2 separate regions of the Oryctolagus cuniculus genome follow, and region 1 is linked to region 2. Evidence: chromatin contacts called from public Hi-C data. All regions are on one chromosome and are shown on one strand. Each heading gives the region's core, a stretch centred on a gene start, on an enhancer-like site or on the middle of the called end of the contact. The rest is flanking DNA. Distances are from core to core; before and after follow the strand shown. Region 1 holds the start of TCEA1 (transcription elongation factor A1). Region 2 holds the start of ATP6V1H (ATPase H+ transporting V1 subunit H).

The links. Hi-C and Micro-C count contacts between places; a contact is called where the count stands out from the background.
Region 1: a Hi-C map of skin fibroblasts shows a contact between it and region 2, with 1.9 times the contacts expected there. The contact joins the promoter of TCEA1 here to the promoter of ATP6V1H in region 2. A contact is called at or near these places in 2 of 6 Hi-C or Micro-C datasets (embryonic fibroblasts and skin fibroblasts).

What each region holds. Positions count from the first base shown.
Region 1 is chr6:78,885,764-78,888,463 of mOryCun1.1, forward strand. It overlaps TCEA1 (transcription elongation factor A1), which reads right to left and starts at 1,372. Exons shown (of 10, transcript XM_008255530.4): 1 at 912-1,372. The coding sequence starts at 974.
Region 2 is chr6:78,666,553-78,669,252 of mOryCun1.1, forward strand. It overlaps ATP6V1H (ATPase H+ transporting V1 subunit H), which reads right to left and starts at 1,370. Exons shown (of 14, transcript XM_008255525.4): 1 at 1,000-1,370.

The DNA.
Region 1 (2,700 bases), core at 122-2,621, 220 kb after region 2:
CAGGAACATTGATAATGAAAATGTGCTGAGCATGGAGGAACAAATTCAGGTGAGGAGCATCATGGAAGTTTAGCAGAAAACAGCGAAGTATGAAGAAAAGGATCGAAAGAGGTACACAAGGTAAAACTGGTTGTAACACGACCTCATAAAGACCGCAAGAGAACACGTTCGCGCACACACACATCAACAAGATTATGCCACCGGTATTAAGTGCACCATTGAGGAAGTACCCAGCAATTATGGTTGTCCAAATCCATCTACCAGCACACCTTGGTGTGTGTTTACAGCTCTGCTGTACACCACGACCTGACAAAATACACTTTTAAAAAACGTTTAGCAACCTGCCGCGAGGCTACAACATATTTCACCTTTCGAACTCCTAAGCAAACCTGTAATGTAACTGAGACGACCAAAAGGATGTTTCATCTTCAAAAACCAAGATCCAGCAGTTTTCCCTTTTATCTTTCCAGCACTGCGTCTAAAAGTGATCACAAATCTTTACGGAATGCTGTTCGGTATTTCTCGTCTGGAACCACCGATCGCGGTAACGAACACATTCTTTCAAAGAGCGAGGGCTTTCTCTACTTTTCGGTGCTTAAACTAGATTGGGGAGGATTTACCACCTCGGAAGTGAAACCAAAGGAGAGCGAACCCTACTCCCTGACTCGATTAGGCTCACTACGCCGTGCCAACAGCAGGGACCTCGCAATACCCAGCGCGGGTCCCAACGCCGGCGGCCGTGGTCCAGCCCGGCCTCACCAGGGCGCCCTCCCAGGACGCGGGGGTGGCAGGCGTCACTCTCCGCCGGAGAGGGCAGCGAGGGCCGACGCTAGGGTCGGGGGCCTCCTCAGGCCGGGACCGCAACACCCTACCCGGCCTCGCTCCCGGCCCGCGCCACCCGCCGCACTCACCGCGTTCTTCTTCTGCACCATCTTGTCCATCTTCTTGGCGATGCGGACTACCTCGTCCTCCATGGCGCCGGCAGGTCTTCCCCGCGCCCAGCCCTCTGGGGCCGCGAAATGGCAGAAGGTGGCGTGGAGAGGACGTAGAGCGGTCGCGAGCCCCGGCGTCCGGCGACTCCCACCACGGCAGGCCCCGGCCTAGGGCCTTCCTCACACACCAGACCAGAGGCGGCAGCGGTGGCTCCGCCCCGCAGGCCGCACTAGTAGAGCCCGCGCGCGTCCTACAGGCGCTACTAATCAACTGCGGATCGCTGCTAAAGGGTGAGTCGCGGCTTCACCGGGCTGGATTTGGGCGGGCGTTGGCCTGAGGGAGGAGGGCCAAGAGGGCGGTACGGCTTCCCGCCAGCGGGTGAGGAAGGCAACGGTTGTGCCGGGCGTCTCTCAACGCACAGGGCGGGGTTTCTGCCCCCCGGGGTCCCTTGGAGCCGCCCAGAGCCTTAGAACCTAGCGGGACCCACGTTGCTCGAATGGGAGGCGGGTTCGGAGAATCGAACTTTGGCGGGTTTGAAAGTCCGTGAGGATCCCGAGCGGTCTCCATGGTAGACAGCTACGCAGAAGAACGTAACCCAGCACCTAAAGAGCCTATTATGGCACGCGTCTGGTCATTTTTTGGGTTCGTTTGTAAGCTTCTTGAGGACAGACCAACCTTGCACATAGCACTTTGAATACGGAGAGTTAAGTACTAGTGAACAAAGAAATTAAGTAAGGCAACTCACCTACTTCTGAAGACAGAAGAGGAAGTTAGCGTCCTTAAAAATAAGGACTGCGTTTGTCTCAGGGTTAAGATGCCTGCGTCCTACATCAGAGTGCCTGAGGCCCTGCGAATGCGCCTGGGAGGCAGCATTTTAAATTTTTTAAATTTTTTAAAAAAATTTGAACAGTAAAAAGAGGCAGAGATCTTCCATCTGCTAACCGGTTCAATCACCAAATGACTCCAACAGCCAAGATTGGGCTAGGGCTAAAAAGGAGCCTGGGGCCGGCGCCGTGGCTCAATAGGCTAATCCTCCGCCTTGCGGCACCGCACACCGGGTTGCCCCTCTTCCAGGCCAGCTCTGCTAGGGCCCGAGTGCAGTGGAGGATGGCCCAAGTGCTTGGGCCCTGCACCCCATGGGAGACCAGGAGAAGCACCTGGCTCCTGCCTTCCGATCAGCACGATGCGCCGGCCGGCCATTGGAGGGTGAACTAACGGCAAAAGGAAGACCTTTCTCTCTCTCTCTCTCTCTCTCTTTCTCTATCTCTCTCACTGTCCACTCTGCCTGTCAAAAATTAAAAAAAAAAAAAAGCCTGGAATCCAGGACTTCCACGTGGGTGGCAGGGACCCATGTACTTGAGCCATAGCTGCTACCTCCCAAGGTGTGCATTAGCAGCAAGTGGGAATCCAGAACGGCCAGGACTGAAATCCAGGCTCTCTGATATGGGAGGCCAGCAGCTTACCCATTGTGCTAAATGCGTGCTCCCATTTTTAACTAGTGTTTATTGTTGATAGCTAACTTAAATTGTAAGAATGCAGGTATTTAATGGGAAAGGAATTTGTTGAGATTTGTGAATTTCTGTAAATATTCTATGTGTCCTGAAAAAAAAGTTAATCCGTAAGGCAAATATAAGGTTCCATGTTGGCCCCTTAGCCAGAAATTACAGTTTTCCAATATTTATATCCCCATTTGCTGTCTGCTTAACACGTCAATTAATGTGTATGTTAACAATACCTTTATGGTTGTGGATTTGTACCCTTAAATTA
Region 2 (2,700 bases), core at 120-2,619:
AATACCAGGCATTATTACTTCACAACTATCCTGTCTGAAAGCACTATCATTCATTATATTCCAAATCTTGCCCAATTATGCACTGATTCATAAAAGCATTTCCTAGAGGCTTTTTCTTTCCTAGGAAAGCTCTTTTAAATTGTCATCAGTATTGCAATGAGATTTGTCAGGTGACCACTTAAGATACGGACATCAGAAATCATGATTAAGTAGACTAGGCACACAAGATAGGAAACTATTTTAAATTTATACAATTTAGACAATTTTTGTTTTCTGACAGGTAAGTGCAATTACTATATTAATGTTTACTAATCAACATTTGAAATAATAAAAATTATAATCTCTTTCTAAAATTGATCCCTTCAAGTTCAAATATAAAAAGTGGGACAGTAATTTCTCGGAATGCAATGGTTTCCCTATCAATCAAAATTTACAGTATTTTCAAAATCAATTTTGGAAGAAATGTTGAACAAACGTCTGTTACAATTTAGGTACAACCAACAGAGAATCAAGGCTGAAGACAAGATCCTACAATAAAAGGCCTTTCATAAGGACACAGATTTTTATTACAACACAAAACATAGGCTCCCATTCGCAAAATATAAATTCAGGGTCTGGCCACAAGAAGCTAAATTCATAACTCAAAATTCTATTGCGGGTTCCCAACGACCTTAGTCAGTTTGGAACGTTATCTCTAGATCTAAGGATCTGCTGCCTAAACAAGACCCAGGCCTAGATCGGGCAGGAACAGGCCTCGTCCGGGCCAAGCTGGAACTCTGCAACCGAGGAGACAGCCCCAGCGGCCTTTCCAAACCCATCCCCCACCACGACCGGGCCCGGCCCCTCAGTCATTCCACCTGCAGGGAAGGCTCTGCCTGTTTTCGCAAACCTGAGGCCTAGAAGGAAAGGAATTCCGGGGCCAGAGGAAGACGGGCGTGGACAAGCAGCGAGAGGCCGCACGCACCAGCGAAGCTGGAGAAACCGCAAGGGTAGCCTCACCTGGGCGGGTGCCGGAGACAAAACAAGCACCGGGACCCCCACAACGCACCCAAAGGTGGTAGGGAGGGTGCGGCGGTCCGGGACGCCGGGGCCACAGCTGGGCTGGGGAACCGAGTCAAAGTCGAGCGGCGTCCTCTTTCCGGTCTGGAGACCCGAGCAGCGGCGGGACACCCGGAGACCAAAAAGTGAACGGGATCCCAGCCCAAAGAGACGTTTAGGACCGCACCGGCTGAAGGAAGTCTGAGCCGCTGCAGTAGAATGACAGGAGTGCCTGTCACGTGATCAGAAGCACGTGACCGCTGCGGAAGCCGGGAGGGGCCAAAACAGCCTAGGGAGAAGTGTTGCGCTGAGGAGGGCTTGCTCCGTGGGAGGAGCTGGACACCAAGCGACCACGAGGTGGGCTCTGAAGGGACGCGTAGCTCGCTGTGTGGCCAGCCTGCTCTGGAGGAGAGGGGCTCAGCAGGCCGGGAACGCGGACCTAGGACCCCCAAACCCAGCGCTCCGCCTGGAGGCAGCGAGCAAGGCCCAAGCCTTAGCCCTGTGATTCTTTTCAAAAAGTTAGCTTTAGTAAATAGATTGGTTTTCATCTGGATTTAACAGCTCAGTGAAGAAGGCATTCTTATTCTTATTTTAAATATAAACCGAGGCTGAGAAGTGAGTCATACGGTTACAGATTCCACAAATACTGTATGTTCCATGCAATATTTGCAGTTAATAATAAAGTTACTCATTGGTAATCTACATTTTAGATTCAATTGGGCAACCAGTATGTTATACTGACAACCCTATCCTCAGCCCGTTTTCCTTAGGAAAGGACACAGCTCCTCTCTCTTTCTTCAAATAACAAATACAACTGCACTGCTATTAGGCAGGTATGTACATACAACAGCATGTTTTTGTTAAAACTGAAAGATTTATAAATGTACCAAATACATTTCTACTAAAAATGCCAAATTAAGATCGAGTTTTAAATCAATATTATACATTGATTATGAAGAAACACACAGTAACAGTGTTTTTACTGTTTATGTTTACAGCTGTAAAAAATTACCACAAATTCAGTGACATAAACCAAGATAAATTTCCTTTTTAGGTTTTTTTTTTTTTAAGATTTGTTTGTTTATTTGAAGAGTCACAGAGAGGCAGAAGCAGAGGCAGAGAGAAAGAGAGCAAGAAAGAGGTCTGGCGTCCACTGGTTCACTCACCAAATGGCTGCAAAGGCTGAAGCTGAGCTGATCTGAAGCCAGGAGTCAGGAGCTTCTTCTGGGTCTCTACGTGGATGCAGAGGCCCAAGCACTTGGGCCATCATCCGCTTTCCCAGGGTGCATTAGCAAGGAGCTAAATGGAAAGTGGAGGTCAGCCAGGTCTTGAAACAGTGCCTGTACTCCAGGTGGCTGCTTTACCCTGTTTGCTACAACACCCGCCCCAATTTATTATCTTCTATTAAGTTCAGTATAAGTGTGGGGCCCAAATGTGGTGCAGTGGCTTAAGCTTCTGGCATCCCATATCAGAGTACCAGTTCAGCTTCTGTGCCAGCTTCCTGTTGATATATGCTTGCGAAAGCTCCTGAAGATGGCCCAATTACTTGGGTCCCTGCCACTAACATGGAAAACCCAGTTGGAGTGCCTGGCTCTGGGCTTCTGCCTGGTCTAGACTTGGCTGTTACAGCCACCTGGAAAATGAAGCAGCAAATGGAAGAGC